Regions from separate parts of the Danio rerio genome. Here region 1 is linked to region 2. The links are chromatin contacts, called in public Hi-C maps. All regions are on one chromosome and are shown on one strand. The core of a region is the stretch at or near the end of the contact, and the rest is flanking DNA. Distances in the headings are between cores, read along the strand shown. Region 1 has its middle 26 kb from the start of sv2a. Region 2 overlaps otud7b (OTU deubiquitinase 7B).

Region 1 (5,327 bases), core at 2,019-4,518, 100 kb before region 2:
TCATACGCTCTCTAGTGCCATAATTGAGGAAAGGTAAAGGAAGTGTTTTACTTAAACTACCTGCTGTTAGTCGATTCATTTTGAATTTTGCTGTATTTTATGTTTTTTAATGCCAGATGATATACATTAGTGAAGCTTTTCTGTATTTTTGTAATAAGTGCCATTGACGTAAACGATTATTTATGGAGTCATTTCACAATTGATTGATTTGAAATGTTGTAATGCTTCTTGTAAAGTGCTCATGTTGTAAATATCTCTATTTTGATAAGAAATCGAACATGTCAGGATCTCCTGGGCTCGTTTGTCATATATTTTTAATAACCATTGTTAAGAAATTCAAAACATGAAATTGTAATTAGGAACTTTAAGATGCATTTTATTTATCTATGTGCCAATGAAGGTCGCTATAAAAGAATAAGCAATGAAAAAAAGAAAAGAAAATAGGTAATCATTCGCCCTTGTGCCAGGTGCAAGGATGAAAGTACAAAACAAGTTACATGTTAAGGCAGAAGCATTGGGCAATTTCATTAAATGCAAGACAATAAACATTTGCGCAAATTCAGTCTTGTGAAATATGTTGATGCAAGTCCACTTCTGCTGAATCTCTTAAATCACCACATACTGATATGCATGGAAGCTTTTGTCCACCACATAATAATACTAAAAGTTTTTTAAAAAGTTGACTTTGATCATACAAATTCAACTTTTTTTTAAAATCACAATCGTGTTTTTACATATCTATAGTTTATAATTAAACATTGCAAGACATATAAACTCACATTTCAGAGAAAAAGTCAAAATAGTGAGATGTTAAAGGTGAAATAGGTGATTCATTGAACATTTTTGTTAGACTGGTTGAAGGTTTCTTCACATCCTGATTGCAGTCATGATGTGGTACAAATGCATTTATATGTATTTTATTATTCTGTGAAAAGTGTTGGAGCATGAAATGTTTGTCTATTTAAAACGTTTAGTAAAAACATAATCATAACATAATGTCAAAATGAGTAATAGGTTATATGCACACGGACTTTCAGTTTCACCCAGAAAACTTTAGCGCTTCCGGTGAACTGTCTTTATAAAATTGCCACGTTTAAGGTCTAATTTCTTTGAAAATCAGTCATCTTTACTCCCTGATAGATATACAATATAAAGTGGTTCTCAAAACGGACAAGAAGCACAGCATTAAATTCAACTCCCCCCTGCCATCTCTTCAAAATATGCCAGTTTACTTTACCCCAGTATTTTCAATGGAGTTTCTGCGCTCGCCTGCTGAAAGACACATCTTAGATTCCTAGAGTCTTTCATCTTGTTTTATGTTTGAACAACTAAATGAATGCTTAGGTCATTTAACTGATTATACATTAAAACATCGATGTTGTAAAAGGAAACAATATGAAATTGAAAATGATCACATTAAGCTTCCACCGGAAGAAAAACCCTAGCTGTGCATATACCCCATTGCACACATTGTTTGCTCAGAAAGGCCTGCGTCACAGACGAGGTTCAGACCAGCTTGATCTCACGAGGAAACAAAATTTATTTTACGTTTGTCAGGTTAGTGGCCAATTCAGTCATATGAAAATATATATTTTTAAAAGGAGGCATGCCACTAAAGGCCACCCATTATTGGGGGTAAGCAAATCATACTAAATTGTAAGAATGAGATTATACAAATTCATACAAATTAGCTACTAAATAAAAAAACTTACAAATTGCTGTGAGATGGCGTTTGTTCAGACAGAGAATGGCCCGTAAACATCAACAACATACTTTCTTTATTAAATTGGTATTTAAATTACTACCTGTACTATAAAGTCATGTCTCTGGTGATATCTGTAAATTGTGAGGTCATGGACGAATTTTGGGGAGTGGCGGAAGAAAGTGAACATTGGGTGTCCGTGTGAAGAGGGGGATCAGTAAAATGAGGTGCCGGATCAGATTTCAGAGGTTCCAGATCCGGCTTGTTCCAGCACAAATTAAGTCCTGGATGTAACATGTTATGTATGTGATGTGATGAGGCGGCCCGTGTGGCAAGTCTCTGGCTGGCGGTAATATTGCCAGACCTGGCCCGAGTGTATTTTGCTCTCTGGGATTGAAGTGATGATGTTGTCTAATGCATGTTTATGGAGGTATAGCTTTGAAAAGTGGGATGAAAGCTTTTAGTGCTATCAGGCTAACATTAGCATTTTCAAGATCTCCAATTTCGCCTTTAACTTAAAATTTGTATATGTAAAAAGTGAAATCCTGAGTTCTTTCCCTCAAAAATCTAAAGTATCTTGCAAATTCAAGTTACAAACACAATTTTGAATGTAAAAGATCTCAGAACTCACATCCCGCAATTCAATCTAATCTAATTTTATACAGTATCCCACAAGTAATAATTTATTAGCTCACAATTATGACTTTTTCTCACCGAATTGCCAAGTCACAATGGGCTTCCAATAGATATGCGAAGGAGAAGATAAAACGGTACCTGTGTTAATGTTGCCAGCACCTTTTTCCCCGCAGGGGAAATAAAAGTAGGACACAAGCCTCTGGAGCTACTCTCTCTCTCAGTTTTAGAAAGTCACTGTTGTCAGACGTCTGTGGCATAACACCTTTTTTTCTGAAAAAGTCTCACAGTTCTGAAGCAGTTTGTAACCCACATCACAGAGGCGTTCAAGTCCTTTTCATCAAACCTACAAGGAATAGTTCACCTAAAAGAAATAAAAGCGGTAACATTTCTTGTTGAATGCGTCGTCATCGTCGAGATGAGAAAATAATGGCGGAGCTTTCATTTCGAGTAAACTACTCTTTAACAAGAACGAGCACTTCTGAACATTAGTAGAAAATCCATTAATCTTACAAAAGAAATCATGCAAATAATCTACAGGTAAGTGAAAACAATGTAAGTCCCTTAAATCTACACAGTAAATGAAAACTGAGAAAAGATATCAAATGAAAATACAACATCATTCAATACAAGCATCCGAGTCCCACTGTTCACAATAAGAGATCGCTATCATCACAAATGATCACTGTACACTGAAGATGAAGTAACACTTACATATCCACTAAATCAGCAAAGGCAGTATATAAATAATGCTTGAAATATAAATGACATTGCATCTAGTTTCCGTTTTTACTCCTATATTGCATCAATACTTAATAAAATACAAAAATGCATAACGTTGTGCCATTGCTTTGAATATTGAGAGGCGAGGCAGCATTTTGTTTTCGTCCGAATGCTTCATTTGCATTCAACACTGAGGCTAAAGCATTGGGCTTAAAATAATAATGCGTCCATCTTGTGGCCACTCAGGGAACTGCAGAACCTCACTTGTTATATTATTAGCACGATAGCAGCCATTTTCCCCTCTTTTTTTTTTTTTTTTTTTTTTTTTTTTGCTTGATTAAATAGAAATCACTGTTTAACTACTCTACTGTACTGTACCATAAACTACTGCTACATTAAACGCACAAACTAATCAAAGCTAAAACTGGTTCTTGACCAACACAGAATTTATCAAGTCAGTATTTTGGCATGGACCTCAGACAGGTAACATTTCTCATGAAGACATATTTACTATGTTTTTTAGTTTTACCTAATGGATTTTTTTATGAGAAAATTCCATCATTATTAAATCACCCTCGTGTCACTGCAAAGAAACATGACTTCAGTTTAACTCAAGAAATCATTTATGGTGCGTTTACACTTGGCAGGTTTGGTTCAATTTAAGCCAACTCATTATATATTGCTATTTATGTTTTCTTTCACACACATTAGGGCATGTTGCAGCACATAACAATGTAAATGTAGCTGTTTCTGACTGTTTTAGGAATTATTTTTGATGTTTTATACTTCATTTCATTTAAATCAGGGGTGTCAAACTCAATTCCTGGAGGGCCGCAGCCCTGCTTCAACACACATAGTTGTTCATATCACACAAACCTACAGCACTCAATTAGTTTGATCAGGTGTGTTTAATTAGAGTTAAAACTAAACTGTGCAGAGCTGCGGCCCTACAGGAGCTGACTTTGACACCTGTGACTTACATTTTTGTCATGTTCCACAATATGAAGTCATACATTTTTGTAACAGTATGAGAAGGAATAAATGATGTAAATGAGCAACACTCTCTAGTTAAATACACATTTAAAACTCCCCAAAACACTTTCAATTTAAATTAAATTAACTCAAGTTGTGCTAATATTGCACAGCTGCTTTTACAAAGTGTCAGTACTTTTTTAAACACACAAACATTGCTGTTCAAACATTTGGGGTCAGTTTTTTTGTTTTTCTTTTCAAGAAACTATTATTTTAATTTAGCAAAGATGCACTGAATTAATTCAAAGCTACACTGTAAAAATATATATGTTAATTAACTGTTTCTGCATTAACAGCTTTCCATTTATTTGCGGTTGTGAATTGCATCATGTGATCTTGATCTCTGCTCTGTCGACTTTTGATGTTGAAAATCTCTAAACAGTTTAACATTTTGATTGACATTTCAGTAGTTTGAAATAATATAATGTATAAGAAATAATATAAAGATAAGTCTGTAAAATAACAAAATGTACTGGTAGTTTATAACCAGGTTTTTGTACTGTAATATATAACACCAACGCCAGACAATATATCACTTTCAACTAATAAAAATGTTAACAAAAGTCACCTTTTCCTACTTGTCAAGGCGAAACGTTCTTGGAAGAAAGATCAAGGTCCCAATGCAATTCACAAGCATAAATAAACATAAAAAATAAAAACATGAATCACAAAATACGGAAAAACTGCTAATTTACGGATATGTTTTACTGTACCATAAAATCATACCAAATAAAGGCCATTTTTGCATTCATCAGTAGCCCCGTTTCCACTATTGCGCCTAAAGCGAGCGTACATTGCGAGCCAGGGTCAGTTGCGTTTCCACAGTACTTCCGGGGCCTGATTAGGCCAAAGCGAGCCTTCCTACCAGCCTTTCTCGGCCGGCCGAATACCTTGGGCCAAAAAGGGCCAGCTGGGGCTTCGGAGTGGAATAAAAGCATAGGCAGAGTTTGCCCGAGTCTGGTAAAGATGGCGTGCCGCCCCTATGCTAGATTCCAATCGCACACACGAGTACATGCGGCATATTATTTGCGATTATATTATGGATGGTCATCCCTCTGTTAGTGGCGAGACCACTTGATTCACAATGCCAACAGTCACTCAGCAAGAAAACGAATATAATGAATGAAAATACATAGGCCTGAGTGTATAGACATTTAATGTAATAATGTACAGTATCGTGTTATTTGTTAGCTTCGGTTGTCTCTATTTTAATCGTTTCGTGATGATGCGATGTGCT
Region 2 (5,293 bases), core at 103-2,602:
ATATATATTTTATGGTCCGCATTTACCTTCATTATATAGAAACCAATGACCTATTTTCTCATTTTCTTATTAAACAAGTTTGAAACGACATGCAGGAGTGAGTAAACAACAGCGTTTTTTTTTTTTTCATTTCTGCCTGACTTGAACCTCTAGCTGGCTTTATTGTCTGTTAACAGTAAAAGGATTTTAAAAGCACAAGTTTGTCATAAAATCTCGACGCGGAGTGCATCGTATAATAATTCAGATATTGAGAGATCTGCTAGCATCCCTCTACGTCCGTAAATGTCAACAACACCACTATAATCAGCACTATCAATCAAAAAAACCAAACAAAATGGAAATTCAGTTCAACAGTCCCCCGGGGGAGGACTGAACTAAGACTGAAAAGGCAACTAGGAAACAAGTGAGCTTGCGCACAACACAGTGGCATCTACAGCCGAACCCTGACCTCCGCAGTCCATTGAAGTGGAACTGCAAGCTCTGCCTCTAAAACGGAGCAAAGTGGCAGAATAGAAGCACAGCAACATAACAGTCCATTTCATTTCAAAAAAATCCACACGCGCAACCTCTGAACAATAGAAAAGTGCTTGATTAGGTGCAGCGACTGTTCTGGGGGAGAAAATGCATCTAGGGATATTACTATGTCCAGTGAACTTGAGGGATGCTGAGGTATTAACCCCAATATCATAAAGGAACACCACTGAAACTGGTGCAGCAGTAACATTTGAATCGGTTTTCAGCATCATCCCCCTTTGACCTGCGAGTACCTACTACTAATTTATTAACCAACATAACACTTCAGCATGATGTACCATTTCCCAAATAAAATTGACATCAGATTTGATCTTCCTAAACCGGGGACATGCACTTGGCTGAATTTAAAGGTTTTGCACTTTTTTTTAGATGTTCTAGAAACACTTAATAGAACATAAACAACTGGGACTTTTAATAAGGACATGTGAAGACCTCAAGCGAAACCTTTGACTGTCAAGGTTTAGCTCCGTCAGTTGAACAAGCAATAAAAAGCACCATATTAGCTCATTTAAGCCAACCAGGTATGGCTTTCCAAAGGGTGCAAGTTAAAGTACTGTAGCGTTGGGCTAATGTGAATAACACTCACTTGAAGTTAACAGTGTGTCGTTGCCTTACACTCGCAATATGGCAAGTCTTACATGGATTGCAGCTAAAATCCTACATGAAATGTCTTATTTTGTATACAAATGCAGCTGATATAAATACGCGTTTTCTGGTTGTGCTTAATGTGTATTTTAGGGTATGCGGCGTGTTTGTGTGACGCACGTTACACTCAAATGTTTATTGCCTGTACTCTACATTCTCACCACAAGGAGGAGACAAAGAGACAGGTAAGAGGATGACCACATCAAGCTAATGTGGGAGGAGCTTAAAGCTCCTGCCTATGAGCCACAGCAAATGTAACACAACAGCAGTCCCATATCCACAATGGCCATAATTTGTGGACACAGAGTCCTAATAACCTGGTTCAGAAAGGCCGATCTATTGTTTTAAAGCAAGATCCACACAAATAGGATATGATGTGGCTCACACTGTAGGCTCCAATGAGTCCATTATGAGAGGAACAGGCCAACGGTTGTCTGTTCAAAACCTGTGGATGGCTGGCTCTGTTTCCCGTCTCTTCAGTTCCTCTCTGTAGCAGTACGAGCAGTAGTTGCCTGTCTCCGGGTGGCCGTAGTAATTGCACGTAGGCGTTCGGCATTTGCTGGACTGCAGGTTGGCCAGGCCACCCGCACTTCCTAAGGAGTAATGCCTCACGGGCATCGGCCCGTTTCGACTGTCCAAAGTAGAGCGCAAGTCCCGCAATCCGTTTGTGTAGGCTCCGCTGGGTTCGCTTGGATAATCAGTTGGGTCATGCTCTTGAGGAAAAGACGTCAAGCAGGGGGTGATGATACGGGATGGGCTTCCCAAGCTGGCGGAGGGCGGGTGGTACTGAGCATGAGGCGGGCCCTGTGCTAGAGGGCAATGTCTGGGGAGAGTAGCATAAGATGGCAGGCCTGGGTAAGATGACGGTGATCCTCCTGCCAGTTGCCGTCGTGTATCCATATAACCATGATGCATATGGAGATGCTGTGTCATTGGGGAAGGAGAATGGTCAATAAAGGTGTGCCTCGGGATTGGGACCACACCAGAGTACATCACAGGACTGAAAGAGGATGATTTCAACGCATTAAAATTCGGAGGCGAGCTATCGGTAACTTCCTCTTTGCTTTCAAAACCTCTGTAGCTCAGCTCAGGTCCGTCCTTCTTCATCTGGGGTCCAGTAGTCGAGGCAAGACCTCCTGCTGCTTTCCGTTCCGCTTCCCTTCTCTGTTCCTGTTCTGCATGAAAGCGTTCCTCTGCATCGACCAGGTAGCGCTGAATCATTTCTTCTTGGAACGGCTGCCGGTTGCTGGTGGTAAGGAGCGCAGAGAAGATATACTTCCTTTCACCTTGCATAGCAGATCGAAGGATGCTAAGACTAACTTTCACATCCGAGCTGTATTTGAAAGGGTCACTTTCCGAAGAGTAGCCTCCATTTTGCCGCTCACTGGTTGAGGAGGGTGAGCCTTTCCCAGAGTCCTCGGAGCCAGTTTGAATGGAAGGAGAGCTGTCCTTACTGCCCTTACGGCCTCTCAGAGAGCCTTTCTTCTTCTCCTGACCCTCTTGTTTGCCTCCAGTTCCACTTGCATTCTTCCCTGGCATTAGGCCTCCCACATTCTTCTTCAGCTTACTGCCCAGACTCTTGCCAAAGCTTCCCAGTTTGTTGGCAACAGAGTCTGCACGCTTCTTGTCTTTGTCCTTATCCTTTTCTTTATCTTTCTTCCCCTTCTCCTTTCCTATTGTGCCGGTGGTTCCTCCTGAACTGTTGCTGGATGAGCTTGAGGAACTGGAAGATCCACCACTGGTTTTGCCTGTTGTCCCACTGGTTCCAGTAGTACTGCTGTCACCGTTGCCATTGGAACTGCTACTAACGGACTCCTTATCAGACTCTCCAGAGTCTGGTGGGGTGCGGGCATCCTCTCCTGCAGATGCTGTTGGTGACTCTGGCTGTGCCAGTGGAGCCTGCTGTGAATTTAAACAACAAAAAAGACCTGTCAGACAAGTTCTAGATCAAGAGTGTCCAAACTCGGTCCTGGAGGGCCGGTGTCCTGCATAGTTTAGCTCCAAGATCCTTCAACACACCTGCTTGGAAGTTTCTAGTATACCTAGAAAGATCTTTATTATCTGGTTCGGGTGTGTTTAATTGGGATTGAAACTAAAATATGCAGGACATTGGCCCTTCTAGACCGAAGTAGTGTTCCAAATCGCATATTTATGCACTATTCTACGCCCATGGTGCAAGTAGTGCGTTCACATTTACATTTTACATTTAGTCATTTAGCAGACGCTTTTATCCAAAGCGACTTACAAATGAGGACAAGGAAGCAATTTACACAATTAAGAGCAACAATGAATAAGTGCTATAGGCAAGTTTCAGGTCTGTAAAGTCTAAGAAGGGAAGTATTGGTAATATTAGTAATTTTTTTTTTTTTTTGGGTACAGTTAGTGTGCTATTCAGAGAGGCAATTGCAGATTAGGAAGTGAAGTGGAGACTAAATAGTTGAGTTTTTAGTCGTTTCTTGAAAGTAGCGAGTGACTCTGCTGTTCTGATGCAGTTAGGGAGTTCATTCCACCAACTGGGCAGATTGAGCGTGAGCGTGAGCGAAAGTGATTTCTTCCCTCTTTGGGATGGAACCACGAGGCGACGTTCATTCACAGATGAACACTGAAAACTCTAAAAAGAACAAGTGCACTTTAAATACCCGGATGATGGACTTATTCAACCAGTAAAATGTGTGGAATGTTGGACACTTCACGCACTCAACAACCGCAACTTTGCTCACGTAGTGGAAGGGGCAGAGCTTTCAGGCTCTTATATGGGATTTCATTATTTATTTTGGATTGTGAAATCAAAATTCCCCTATGAGAGTGATCATTCATTTCACTTTTCAAATTTGGCGACCGTAAAAACATCATCAGGGAAACGGTTTTAATTTCTGCTTAGTAAAAAAAACAAAAAAAACATTAGAGTTCCATTTGTGACGACACTACATTCAAATAAAATACTGTTGAGTGTGTAAGTGCATAAGTACCAGGCCCGTGCACAGACCTTTACAGGGGCAGGTGCTCAACACAATCGCATAGTGAAGAGCGGGAAGGGGCACCTCAGCCAATGAGGGCAGAGGGGCAGTGGCTCTAGCCACCGGGCCACCCCCCTGTGCACAGCTCTGATAAGTACATAGTGCATAGTGTGCCATTTAGGACAATGCACAGCTCTGATAAGTACATAGTGCATAAGTGCATAGTGTGCCATTTGGGACAATGCTCGAGTTTGGTCATGCCCGTTATAGATGATACTGCGATAATACAATATAAAAATGACTTAAGATTGAGATAAATTTGTATCATTTTTCAAGGAGACAAGATGATTCTTCTAAAACATAAATTAAATAAATTAATTTTAAAAAGATTTGACGCATACTCATATTTTTTTTTTTTTTTCGGCTTAGTCTGTTTAATAATCTGGGTTAGCCACAGCGGAATGAACCGCCAACTTATCCAGCACGTTTTATGCAGCGGATGCCCTTCCAGCCGCAACCCATCACAGGGAAACATCCATACTCACTCATTCACACACATACACTATGGACAATTTAGTCTACTCAATTCACTTGTACAACATGTCTTTGGACTTGTGGGGGAAACCGGAGCACCCAGAGAAAACCCACACGTACACAAGGAGAACATGCAAACTCCGATTTGATGCATACAATTGCTCAAATGTATCATTTTTTTCTGAAATAATATTATTTGCATTTTGATATTTGATTACTATTTAAAACAAATCATTTAAAAGTGAATAATTCTAGTTCAGGATCATAATAATAGTCAGTTATAATATTGGTACAATATAGTACAATAGTTTCATAGTATAATAAAAAAAAAAATACATACACACCAATATCTGAGAGTACTCATGTACAATGCACAAGTTATAAAAATTCTTATTTTTTTTAATTATAACAAACTTATTAAAAATAAAAAACATGAAAAATCACATGTGCATAAGTATTCACAGCCTTTGCTCAATACTTTGTTGATGCACCTTTGGCAGCAAGTACAGCATCAAGTCTTTTTGAATATGAGGCCACAAGCTTGGCACACCTGTCTTTGGGAATTTTTGCTCATTCCTCTTTGCAGTACCTCTCAAGCTCTATCAGGTTGAATGGGAAGCGAC

The links. A called contact is a pair of places that touch in the nucleus more often than the background predicts.
Region 1: a contact with region 2 is called in a Hi-C map of embryo, with 2.1 times the contacts expected there. The contact joins two enhancer-like sites. A contact is called at or near these places in 2 of 18 Hi-C or Micro-C datasets (caudal fin and embryo).

Annotation. Positions count from the first base shown.
Region 1 is chr16:50,552,417-50,557,743 of GRCz12tu, reverse strand. It overlaps a transcript of mtmr11 not described here. Among named protein-coding and RNA genes, the nearest start is that of sv2a, 26 kb to the left of the region's middle. Within about 2 kb of position 3,268, at least 4 of the 62 cell types and tissues checked have an H3K27ac peak or open chromatin away from gene starts, as enhancers often do.
Region 2 is chr16:50,447,325-50,452,617 of GRCz12tu, reverse strand. It overlaps otud7b (OTU deubiquitinase 7B), which reads right to left. Exons shown (of 12, transcript NM_001077744.1): 12 at 930-3,081. The coding sequence ends at 1,618. Among named protein-coding and RNA genes, the nearest start is that of mtmr11, 20 kb to the left of the region's middle. Within about 2 kb of position 1,352, at least 3 of the 62 cell types and tissues checked have an H3K27ac peak or open chromatin away from gene starts, as enhancers often do.